Regions from separate parts of the Mus musculus genome. Here regions 2 and 3 are each linked to region 1. A link is a contact called in public HiChIP or PLAC-seq data. All regions are on one chromosome and are shown on one strand. Each heading gives the region's core, a stretch centred on a gene start, on an enhancer-like site or on the middle of the called end of the contact. The rest is flanking DNA. Distances are from core to core; before and after follow the strand shown. Region 1 overlaps Clstn1 (calsyntenin 1). Region 2 has its middle 37 kb from the start of Gm572. Region 3 has its middle 23 kb from the start of Gm32897.

Region 1 (3,912 bases), core at 528-3,027:
ACCGTCAGGGGAGCCAGATGTAAGGAATGTTGTCTAAGCAAAACCAAGTCACTGGCCTTATCAAGGATAACACCAAAGCACAAGCCCTGGGGTCAGCAGTTCACAGCCTTTCCCACGGGCACTGGGCAGGTCCCGAGGGTGGAACTGTCCCCGGGTAAAGCCTGATGCCGGAGAAATCCCAACAGTTTCCTCAGGAACATGAAGCAGACAGCAAACACAGGCTTCATTCACCACAGCTTAATAAAAGGCAGGCACTTTACAAGGTCAGCACTACATCACGGGCTTGCAAGGGCTGTCTTGGGAGGGTACACAAAGGTGATAATTTGTTGTTATTGTTAACAACTGAAGTTCAAAAGAGAAGGCCAACTTGGTGGTATTTGCAGAGCATATGTGAGGTTTGAACCCCAGTATCAACCACCTCCCAAGAAAACTCAGAAGTGTGCTGGAGAGGTGGCTCAGTGATTAAGAGCACTGGCTGCTCTTGCAGAGGACCAGGCTTGGTTCCCAGGAGCCACAGGATGGTTACAAATTCCTGTAACTCCAGTTCCAGAGGGCCCTCCAACATCCCCTTCTGGCATACATAGGCACTACATGTGTGTGCTGCACATACATATACATACACACACATACATGGAAAACACTCATACATTAAAAATAAAAATTAATAGATCTTTAGAAGAAAAGAAATGGAAGCATGATAGTGCACTTCTGTAATCTCAATACTTGAGAGATGAAGGTAGGAAGGTCGTGAGTTCAAGGTCATGCTCTGTAAGGCAAGTGGACAGAAGGACTGGTAAGGCCGAGCAAGCCTAAACCCCGGGAACTCTCAGAATTGAGAACAGTAGGCGTGAGGCCAGCTCCCTGCCAAAGACCTGCTCTGGAACATGTAACCAAGACAGCCCAGTGCGAGGACCATGACAACTGGTCATGTAGCATAAACCCTGGAGTTCTCCTTGTTAATGAGGTATCTAGATAGGTCCCGAGTGTTTAGCCAATGAGCTTACCTTCCCGGGCATTCCTTCCACAAAAGTATTTAATTCCTGGTTCACCCTGAGTAAGATGAATGCATTCACATCTGCCATCAAATAAAGCAGTTTGGACCAGCAAGGACAGGCTCCTCTATCAAGGACCATGGCTGAGTGAGGCCTTCATCGTGAAGAGCATGCCTAAGTCTCCTGGAGCAGTCCCTCTCTCTTCCAGCCCCTCCACACTCCATACTGGATCCCGCCCACTTCCTGGGCTCAGCCATCCCCTTCCTGCCTGGCCTGTAGGGACCCAGTTCCTAACTCCCCGATGTCACCAGCAACATCTGGGTACACAGGAGGCCAGGAACCTTAGCATCCATCCCAGCCCCCACTGTTTCTCACCTGGGACCCCTATCACAGACTGTGTTCTGCCTCCCCTGAGCGGCTTGCTGGAGGAGCTCAGAGACCCCAGTGACGAAAAAGACACTCAGCCCCAACAACTACACTCAACTATACAATTTAGTTTGAGGTCAGCATCCCCTACATGAGATCCTGCCCACCCCCAAAAAATTATTTTTAAAGAAAGCAAAGTAGGGTCCAGCACAGTAGCACATCCTTTAAATCCCAGCACTCAGGATGCAGAGGCAGGAGGTTCTCTGTGAGCTGGACATCAGCCTGGTCTACAGAGTGAGTTCCAGGGCAGCCAGGGCTACACTGAGAAACCCTGTCTTAAAAAACCAAATCAAACCAGACCAGACCAGACCAGACCAGACCAGACCAAACCAAGCAAAGTATTGTAGCTCAAAAGCACATAGCTAACCCAATACCACGCTGAGGGCTCCAACTGTGACAATGCCTCCCTGGGCTAGGGTGGCTTGTATTGTACCACAAGCAATGCCAGGCCAGAGGGCCAGAACCCCACTCCAGGGAGCCCCTCACGGTTAATGAGGCTCATAGCAAGAGGAAACAAGTAAATCTCTGTGCTGTGGTAAAGCCATTCCTGCTGTGTACGCGTGTGCGTGTGCGTGGTGTCCTCATTGTCTTTTCACTCTTTTCTCTCTACTTTGTTGAAATACTTCGACAAGAGAGTAAAACCTGATTCTTATAGATTAAATAATTTGGAAAGCCCAAGGGGGCAGTTTCAAACAGCAATTCTTAAGTTAAATTCTTTAATACAAACTCTTAGGTACATTTGATCAGTCATGGCTTTATGTAATGCACATTAATAAATAGTTCCTGAAAGGCAGGTGAAATGGCCCAGGCTGAGAAACCCAGCACTGGGAGCTGGAGACAGCAAGAGTAAGTTTCAGAAAGGGTCAGACAGTCCCCATGGTAGACACACCACCTGACCTGACCCAGGGGCACCAGGAGGCTCTTCCATTCTCTTCCCTTCTGGCTCCATTCTTCTCCCTTGAGACCACAACAGACAGGCCGGTGTCTACCTTCTTACCCACCCTGGTGCAGAACTCAAGAAACTGGAAATCTCTCTCCACCTTCTCAACTCTTCATCCCATCTCCTCAGCATACACGTGACTCAGGGAGTTACAGGCCATGATTCCCCATGCGGTGGTGTCTGTGTGTGACTACACTGTCTTCCTAACCCACTCACGCTTACTGCGGGCTGAGTAAACTTCCTGTGGTCACAGAGTTTCTAACATTTCCAAGCAGAAAATATTACTTGAGTTTCAAGTTGCTGTCCTTTAAACTGTGACCCGACGTGTGACCTCTAGATCATCTTGGAATCACACATGACTGTGGTCCGAGAAAACACTGTCAGAACCAAGCTGGCTCTTAGCTGCTGCACAGCTCAGAAGATACCAGAGGTCAGAGTGTGCTGAGGGCCAGTTTACGACAACAGGATCTGAGTGGGGAGAGAGAAAATACCTCCTGCACCAGCCGCCTCAGTTTACCAGTGTATATTTGAATTTTTATTTATTTATTTATTTTATGTATATGAGTATGCCATTGCTCTCTTCAGACACACCACAGGAGGGCATCAGATCCCATTACAGATGGTTGTGAGGTACTATGTGGTTGCTGGGGATTGAACTCAGGACCTCTGGAAGAACAGTCAGTGCTCTTAACCACTGAGCCATCTCTTTAGCCCTTGATTTTCTAAAAGAAAATTCACTCAGCTTGTAGTTCCAGTTATTCAAGAGGCTGAGGTAGGAGGGTTGCGTGAGGCTAAAAGTTCAAGACCAACCCCAGATAACATAGTGTGACTCCCTCTTAAAATGAAAAGTCAAGACTGTTGGGGCTGCATAGTGGCGCACGTCTTTAACCCAGCACTTGGGAGACAGGCAGGCAGATCTCTGTGCATTCTACGACAGCCAAAGCTACACAGAGAAACCTTGTCTCAAAAAACAAAATAAAGACTTTTGCTCCATGTCCTTACGTGCTTACTGCCTTGAGGTTCAACTTGAAACGCAAACTCAGACTGTCTCTCGAAGCCACCTATTAAGCCTGCGCCACACGTGCCCAGCCCAAGAGTGAAGCTTGCCTTCACACTGTCCCTGGCTCTGCTCCACCTACCAGGGTTGAGAATCCCTCAAGCAGGAGGCAGTCACTCATCCACGCTGAGGGGCGGAGTCTTCAGGATCTCTCTGCCATTGCTTCATGTCAGGCTCAGAGCCAGGACCCTGTACTGTGACGTTTTCCCTCTGCATAGTGCCCAGTCTCCTCCTTGAGAAGACACAGGATGAGACAATGTCCGTAGGGGACTTGAACTGCCAGAGGTCTGGTCACACTGAGCCAATATCAGAGAGAGCAACTGAGCTCACCCATGTTCTGCATTCCCAGTCCTAACCAGCTCTGGACAGGCCACTTCCACCTCTGCAGTCTGGCTGCTGCCACCTCTGCCATCGCCAGCCTGGTCCTTCCTGTTCTCAGTGGCTCACTGCTCCCCCCAAAACAGGGTGCTGGCGACATCCGCTGGATGGCTCACTCC
Region 2 (3,912 bases), core at 472-2,971, 920 kb after region 1:
GGACACACACCACAGGCCACTTGGCAGCCACCCCCAGCCCCCAGCTTCTCTAGAGTCCTCCCTCTGTTACATAAACTCCCCGTGCCCTCCAGTGTCCCCCGCAATCACTTACCTAATATTAGGATATTAAAAAATATGGCAAGATTTTAAGAGACTTATTAAAATGCAATTAGCAGCATGTTCGACCTAAGCAGGGAGATTATTTTTAAAAATGACTTGATTGTGCGGAATACCACGCACCTTCCTGAGGCCGTAAACCTGCCAATCACACACACTCAGAAAGGAGATTTCCCTGCTGCCTTTGCCCTTCAGGATTTTCTCGCGCCCCCACCCTCCCCACCGCCGCCCCGGGACTATGAAGGTGGTGCCCCCAAAACCTACAAACTCTGCCCATTTGCACGTAGTTACACTAAGACTATCTGAAAGACCCCATTGGGAGGAAATCAATGGGTTAGTCAAGTCCAAAGATAAACTTGTCGAAGCTTAAGAAGACAGCCAGAGAGTGGGCAAGACAGGGGAGGGAAACCCTACCCCACCTTATGGGGAACTGTTCTTTGATAGGAAAAGGCTGAAGAGAAAAGCTGAAAGGAGGAGGAAGACTTCCTAGGGAGAGAGTTACCGCTGACCTCTTCTGAGGGTTGTACCCCAGAGGCCCCCCCACCCCTAAGCCCCCAACCCTTGTAGCAGCCCCAGGTCAGGCTGGAACAGTGTGTTATGCTGCCCCCTGCTGGCTGCTCTTTACATTGCAGCTCCACTTTTAACTGGAGACCCAGCTTCAGGCTCTGGGGTCCAGTGTCAGCCATTCTCCATCTAGAAGGGCCACGAGGACCGCCGCCCACGACCCCACCACCACCTTTAACCAAGATCTCTCCCAGGCAGGACTCGGATCTACAGAGAAGCATGCACTGGTGTCGTGGGGAACTCTGCGGTGAGTTCCCATGCAGCCCCGCCCTGGCTGGAGGAGTTTATCAAATGTGCTTTCTGCTTCCTGGCATTAGGCTCCCCTGGCACTTTTATTCCAGCCATAAAAAGGCTATTTCATTGAGAAATAAAGTCCCATCTCCCTGACGTGTAACTCCTTTCAGAGCTCTTACTCAACTGCCAGGCAAAATTTATGCTTCCTGGATGCTCTCTCTTGTGATTGCAACTGGAAATTGGGCAGAAAGCTGGAAGGCAGATCTCCTTCCTGGCCAATAGGACCTGGGTTTGTTTCTTTGGTCTAAAGGAATTCTGAAGACTCAAGGTGTGCTGGAAGGATTCCTTGCCTAAGAATATGAAGACCTTGAGTTACTATTTTCCAGCTATCTATGTGACCTTGGATCAGGCTGTGAGCCTCAGTTTCTGCATCCATAAAATGGAAACAATCGTTTCTTTCTTCCTCAAAGGGGTGGTCCTGCTTACAGTGGGCAGATGGTGGTGGCAAGACTTTGAAACAGAATGTAGCCTTTATTTTAGAGGCAAAGGAGTTCTTTGACTTAGGGAGTACCAGTCTCCTCTCTCTCTCTCTCTCTCTCTCTCTCTCTCTCTCTCTCTCTCTCTCTCTCTCTCTCTCTCTCTCTCTCTCTCTCTCTCTCTCCCTAGCAGTTGTTTTCTTGTGTGCAATGGAGCACCTCCTGAATCCACAGGAAGTCTTGTTAGAATGCAAACTATCAGGCCTCACTGACTGAATTTCTTGATCTGTCATCTGGGGTGTGGTCCAATTCATTCGTTAAGATAATGCAGTGGCCCAGCTAGACTTTGGTAACTGAGGGACATTCCAAGTTTAATAATTTGCATATCTAAACTGAGCAGGGTGGGACTTGGCTGTAATCTCTTTAACTGAGAGAAGGAAAACTGGAAGATCAGAAATTCAAGGTCAGCCTTGGCTACACAGAGGGTTCCAGGGCAGCCTGGGCTACATGACACCCTGTCTCAAAACAAAACAAAAACAAAACCACCCTAGTGATTTGTGTTTCTAGTGAATTCCCAGGGAATGTAGGCATTGCTGGCTGGGGACCTCACTCTGAAGGGCACAGTGCTGGGGTGTGGAATGGCTCACCCTGGGTCTCCAAAGAGGAAAAAGGAGGGCTGGGGAGAGGAGATAGGCCTGAGACATAGTTCAGTTGGTAGGGTTCTTGCCTAGCATGCACGATGCCTCCGGTTCCATGTCCAGCCTTATATGAGTGACATATGGCAAGGCCGTTCATGCCTGTAATCCCAGCACTCGGAAGATAGAGGATCGGGAGTTCGGTTACTCCCTAATCTGGAGAATTACTGAGTTGATAATAAGTACAGTTCCAGTTTAAGTGAGATTCAAATACCCAACAGAGACTTGCAGCCGGCGCTAAAAGGGTATGCCGTGACAGGAAGCCATCACGGGAAGCAGAGGACATCTGAGAGTCCAGGGCCACAGGCTTGGTACTCACAGAGGCAAACCCAGGGATTTTCTGGCTGTGTTGACTGCTGCGCAGGACAGACAAGGAAGAAGTACAGTGTATGTATGCTTACTGGCTGAGACTCTGGGGAGGAGAAGATTAGAACCCAAGGGACCCAAATGATGTCTAATCACATTGAATAGCCTAGACTGGCTAAGACCCCACAACCCCAACCCCACAGAACCCCTTTCCACGATGTCACGGCACACAGATGTGTCAGGCATAAACAGATGCCTGCCTGCAAGACCTGGGAGGTCTCGGCAAGAAAATTAGATGTCCCCAAGGCAGGGACGATGTTCACGAGTATGCCTGCCATAGCCCCAGAATTGGTCATGGGTACCATTCTGGCCCTGGCACATCAAGTGTAGGAGGGGCCATAGAGTCAGTGTTGTTACGTCTTAAAAGAGAACAGGAGTCCTGCATGGAACCCCGAGCACTTTTTAATTAAAGAAGACTTCCCACTTTTGAGAGGGTGAGGAGAGTTAGCTGAGGGGAAAGAAATGGCTGCCTATTGTTTATTCTGCCTGAGAAGAGCATCCAGAGCCCAGGCCAAGCCAGGCCTAGCCTCTTCCTGCCCTGGGAATTGCTGGACCATTCATAGCGATCATTTTATTTTATTTCATTTTATTTTATTTTATTTTATTTTATTTTGATACAGACTTGTTTGTTTGTTTGTTTGTTTGTTTTGGTTTTTCGAGACAGGGTTTCTCTGTATAACCCTGGCTGTCCTGGAACTCACTTTGTAGACCAGACTGGCCTCGAACTCAGAAAAAAATCCGCCTGCCTCTGCCTCCCGAGTGCTGGGATTGAAAGGCGTGTGTCACCATGCCCGGCTTGATATAGTCTTATTTACCTATGTCAAGCTGGTCTTGAATGTGCCATGTAGCTCAAAATGAGCTTGAACTTCCACCTCTGGTGTGCTGGAATTCCAGATGTGTACCACCGCTGTGCTGGGGATCAAAGCCCTGAGCCTCACGCTAGGCGAGTTCTCTGCCTGCTGAGCTCTATCTATCATCACTTGGGGCCTGATGACTTCATTAACTCCATGCCCTTTGTCTGGTGTCCAAGGATGCAGGTTGGTACAATACACTCAGGACTTGGGAACGAGCTCAAGGTTCACAGAACTTCTGGGTTATGTGTTTATGCCCTGGTCTGTGATGTCCCAAAGCTAGGTGGCCTTGAAGAAGTGGAGACGAGGAGAGGTGAGTGGCAGAGAAAGTGAAGATACAAGTGACTCCCCGAGGCAGCATTGTACCAAGGTGGAGACGAAAGACGGAAGGCATAGCCCCTCTCCTACCAGCCACATCTCATGCATCCACAGGAACTGCAGGGAACTGAGTGATGCAGAAGAGACCTGGAGAGACACTTTCCTTTTAGGAGAGCAGGCAAGTCCTGAACCAGTCAGCCCCTGTTCTCCAGGTTCTTGGTGCCTATGCTTGCCCCTCTGACCAACCATTTAGCCATGGCCCCCTTTGTAAAGTATCCATATACGACCACT
Region 3 (3,912 bases), core at 903-3,402, 880 kb after region 1:
GCAGCCGTATGCACCAATGCACACAGGCTCCATACACCACACGCACATGCATACCCAGGAAAAAGAAAAGAGTGGAATATTGGCAGAAGCTATAATAACCATGAACCTTGAGCTGCAAGAGACCACACAGCATATGATCCCGCGTTCATCTCCAGTACAGATAATGCCATAGCGATGGAAATAGTATGGTTGCCAGGGTCTGGGGACACCAAAGAGAACGAGTGTTTGCTTGAGGTTACAGAGTTTCCAGCAAGGGTAGAGCAAAGCGCTAAAGCTGGTTGGTGACACTTGCAGGGCTCTGAAGATAATGGAAATCCTGGGACAGAAAGCCCTCCAAAGGTAAAGTATGCTGGGTACATTGCTGTGTAAACTGTAAATTGTCACGGGGGTTTTTTATTTAAAAAAGAGAAAATTAAGAGATGCCGTGGTGCTACAAACCGTTAAGACCAAGACTCGGGATGCTGAGACAGGAGGGAGGATGGAGGGTTCCGGGTCAGCCTGAATGATGCTGTGTCAAACAAAAGAAGACAAAAAACTTAACTAGTAACTTGATGCATTGAGAGAGGTGGCCTATGTCTGTAAATCCAGAACTCGGGAGGCAAGAGAAGCAGCAAGGGTTCAGAGCAAGACTCTACTAGGCGGCAAGTTCGAGGCCAGCCTGGGCTACCTGAGACCCTGCTGCAACAACCACAATTTTAAAAGATGGAGAGGATGCTGGGGATACAGCGTGCACCTAGCACACAGGGGGCCCTGGGTTCAACCCTCCCCCCCAATAATACTTTTAAGGTAATTAAGGTGCTGGCATTTCTTCTTCTGTCATTACTGGTCCCCAAAGCGAGTTTCAGTGACAACCCGTCCCCCAGTGAGCAATCTGGGATGAACAAAGAATTCAACATTTAAATGAAACAGGATCCAGCTTCTTGATATTTTTTTTCCCTTTGCCCCAGGCTCCAATATGGCTCTGCTCAACCATTACTGATCTCAGCTTCATTTAAAATTTTGATTTATTTTTGATCACTGAGGATTTTTTTTGCATTAATTTTTCCCTTAATTTTTTTAACTTATGTAGTTATCACATGTACATGTGCGTGTGGTGTGTGTGCCTGAACGAAGGCCTGTGGGCCTGTGTGCGAGTGCACGCGCGGGCCTGTGTGGCCCTGTAAGGTCAGAGGTGCCTGGTATCTTCTGTCAGGTTCCACCTTTTTAAAAAATTAATCTTTAAATTTTTTACTTATTATCACAGCATGGAGGGCGTGGGGTAAATGGGAACAGGTGCCATGGTGCATGTGTGGCAGTGAGCTCTCTCCTTCGGGTGACCCATGGGTTCCATGGATCTACCTCAGGTCCCCAGATTTCCTCCGTGAGTGACTTCACCCAGTGTCTCCATGCTGATCCCACACTCCAATTTATTGGAGTCTCTTGGTGAGCCTGGGGCTCCCCTGGTCTGATGGTCTAGCCTGCTCTGAGGATCATCCGTGCCCACCTGGACTAGCAGGGTGCCAGTACACCTGCCAGCTTTTATGTAGGCTCGAACTCTTTGTTGCAAAGCAAGCGCTTGAGCCTTTGAGCTATCGTCCACCAAGCCTTTTCATTTTAACCTGAAGCATGATTTCCCTTATCCCTCAAGCTCACTTTGTAGCCTCTGAGGACTGACCTTGAATTTAGGACCCTCCTGCCTCTACTCCAGAGCGAGTGCTGGGATTACAGGTGTGCACACCACATCTAATTTATGTGCCATAGAGCTGTGTCTTTGAGCCACATTCCCGGGCCTTAATTTTTACTTGTCTTGATTTCTCTTATGCAGGGGCCACCGTCACCCCTGATGTTTTGCATTGGAGTGTTTCATTCATCCCCCTCCCCGGGTCCCTGCCTTGGGGAAAGAATGAGCACGCTCTGGCCCTAAGCCCCTATCCACTCACCCGGGATTCCCAGGCTCCTAGGAAGCCAGAGGGCGGAGGCAGGTCCGGGGTATCCGAGAGGGAGGAAGGGAGCTTGGAGAGAGGGGTGTGGGCAGGGAGGGGACGGGGCAGCCCGCCGCCTGATGCGTATCGATTTGCGCTCGGGGTCGGCGCGGGGGCACCACTGCTGGCGGGCGGGGCGACCGCACATTAGCGCGGCGGGGGACCGCTCCCCGGAACGGCTGCGGGCACATTAGACTTCCCGGCCTGGGACGGGCGACCCCCGCGGGCGGGGCGAGCTGGCTCCTGCAAGGCGGGCGCTGTGCTGCGGGGACCCACCCAATGAATGGGCCGTGTACAGCTTCACCTCTGGCTCTCCTGCCTCTAGGCCTCTGAGTCTTCCGTCAGGACTGCTTCATTGAGCCAGGCCAGGTCTGGAAACACAGCACACACACACTACCTTCACCACCACCAGGGCTGTCCATTTCTTTTGCTTTTGTGAGACAGAGCAGGCACCCTGAAGCCCAGCCCAGTCTGGCCTGGAACTTGCAGCAGTCTTCCTGCCTCAGCCTCCTGAGTGCTGGGATGGCAAGCTTAATTACCACATCCATCTCTGGTTCCCCCCCCCCTCCTCCCGCCCTCCAGTCAAGGCTTCTCTAATCCCTGGCACTTCTCTGACCTCTGACCTTGGGGTTGCATTTCCACACCCCTTGAACAACTCTTTTAACAGTATTTTTTGCATTCTTGAGAACTAAAGTGAGCCAGCCCTTTGGGAAATCACTCCTGACCCACACATCCCCAGTGTTGGCATGCATACCCTGGCTGATCCAGAAGCCAAGTCAACAAGGCCCATCCACCATCCTTTGGACAGGGAACTCTTGGGCACCTGGGTAGCCAGGCAGTGGGGCAACATCAAGGTTGAATTCTAGTTCTGCTTCTTAAAAGCTGTGTGGCCTTTGGGCAAGTGAATGAACCTCTCTGTAGGTCTGGGGATGTAGCTCAGTGGTTCAGCATCTGCCCAGCAGAACGGGAACCATAATTCCTGCCCCGGCAGAAAATCCTGGGGACTACGGCAAAGAGTCTTGCTGCAAAAGGCCTGAACTCCCCACGGTGGGTGGGGCACACAGCAAGCAGGACATCCTTTGGGGCTACTGTGGTGGTACTGTCGCAGTCTCGTGGGAGGGGGGATTGGGGAGGGGCGGATTGGCAGTGTGGTTTCTGCCATCTCTGGCTAGCCCCTCCCTCTAGGCTCCACCCCACTTACCTCCCAAATAGCAGAATGCGTCACTTCCGGAATCAGAAAGCTTCCTGTGTCCTGCCTCTTTTCCTCCGGCAGGTTCCTTTCTCCTTTATCCACTTCCGCTCCAGCACCCACCTGCTGCTCCTTGACAAATGTCTGGGGAAAGCTCAGCGGGTTGCCTCCTGGTCTCTCTTCTCCAAGCCTCCCTTCATCTTTGTCTACATTCAGGGCAGCCATGACAGCCAGCCAGGGCAGCCATGACAGCCAGCCGTGGCACCCAGGACCCAGGTCTCAGGCCATCGGAAGTCACTGTCTTCCCTTCTTTCCTCCCGTCCTTGAAACAGGGTCTCACTGTGTAGCCCAGGCTAGCCTCAGCCTCCTGGATACCAAGATCAGACTTCTGCCACCATTTCTGACACGTGGGGGCCTTCTGAATCTCCCTGGCCGCCTTCTCCTCCTCCGCCTTCTTGGTCTCCTCTGTCTCTTGCTTGACCTGACTCTAAAGCAAAGGGGAGTCTTCCTTGTTGCCACAGGCAAACCCTAGGGAGCCCTGATTCTTCTCCACATTCCCACGTCCTGCGACCCCACCCCCAATCCCTAGGACCTCATTCTAACCACCAAGCACCCGCGAGCAATTCCCAGATTTAAATAAGTTGTTACAACCTCTCTCCAAGCCACTGGCCTCTCTGTTCATCTGTCCGTCCCACACCTTGTCAGCCTCTACCTCAGAAAGCCCCCTGAAGATTAGAAAAAAAGTCATTTCATCAAGCCACA

What was found. HiChIP or PLAC-seq counts read pairs in DNA pulled down with a chosen protein or histone mark.
Region 2: an H3K27ac HiChIP or PLAC-seq map of embryonic stem cells shows a contact between it and region 1, with 3 times the contacts expected there. The contact joins two enhancer-like sites.
Region 3: an H3K27ac HiChIP or PLAC-seq map of embryonic stem cells shows a contact between it and region 1, with 4 times the contacts expected there. The contact joins two enhancer-like sites.

The regions. Positions count from the first base shown.
Region 1 is chr4:149,597,651-149,601,562 of GRCm38.p6, reverse strand. All of the region lies in intron 1 of Clstn1 (calsyntenin 1), which reads right to left. Among named protein-coding and RNA genes, the nearest start is that of Clstn1, 13 kb to the right of the region's middle. Within about 2 kb of position 1,777, at least 14 of the 459 cell types and tissues checked have an H3K27ac peak or open chromatin away from gene starts, as enhancers often do. A contact at or near this core is called in embryonic stem cells, where this site is marked.
Region 2 is chr4:148,678,545-148,682,456 of GRCm38.p6, reverse strand. No RefSeq gene overlaps it. Among named protein-coding and RNA genes, the nearest start is that of Gm572, 37 kb to the right of the region's middle. Within about 2 kb of position 1,721, at least 35 of the 459 cell types and tissues checked have an H3K27ac peak or open chromatin away from gene starts, as enhancers often do. A contact at or near this core is called in embryonic stem cells, where this site is marked.
Region 3 is chr4:148,722,696-148,726,607 of GRCm38.p6, reverse strand. No RefSeq gene overlaps it. Among named protein-coding and RNA genes, the nearest start is that of Gm32897, 23 kb to the left of the region's middle. Within about 2 kb of position 2,152, at least 33 of the 459 cell types and tissues checked have an H3K27ac peak or open chromatin away from gene starts, as enhancers often do. A contact at or near this core is called in embryonic stem cells, where this site is marked.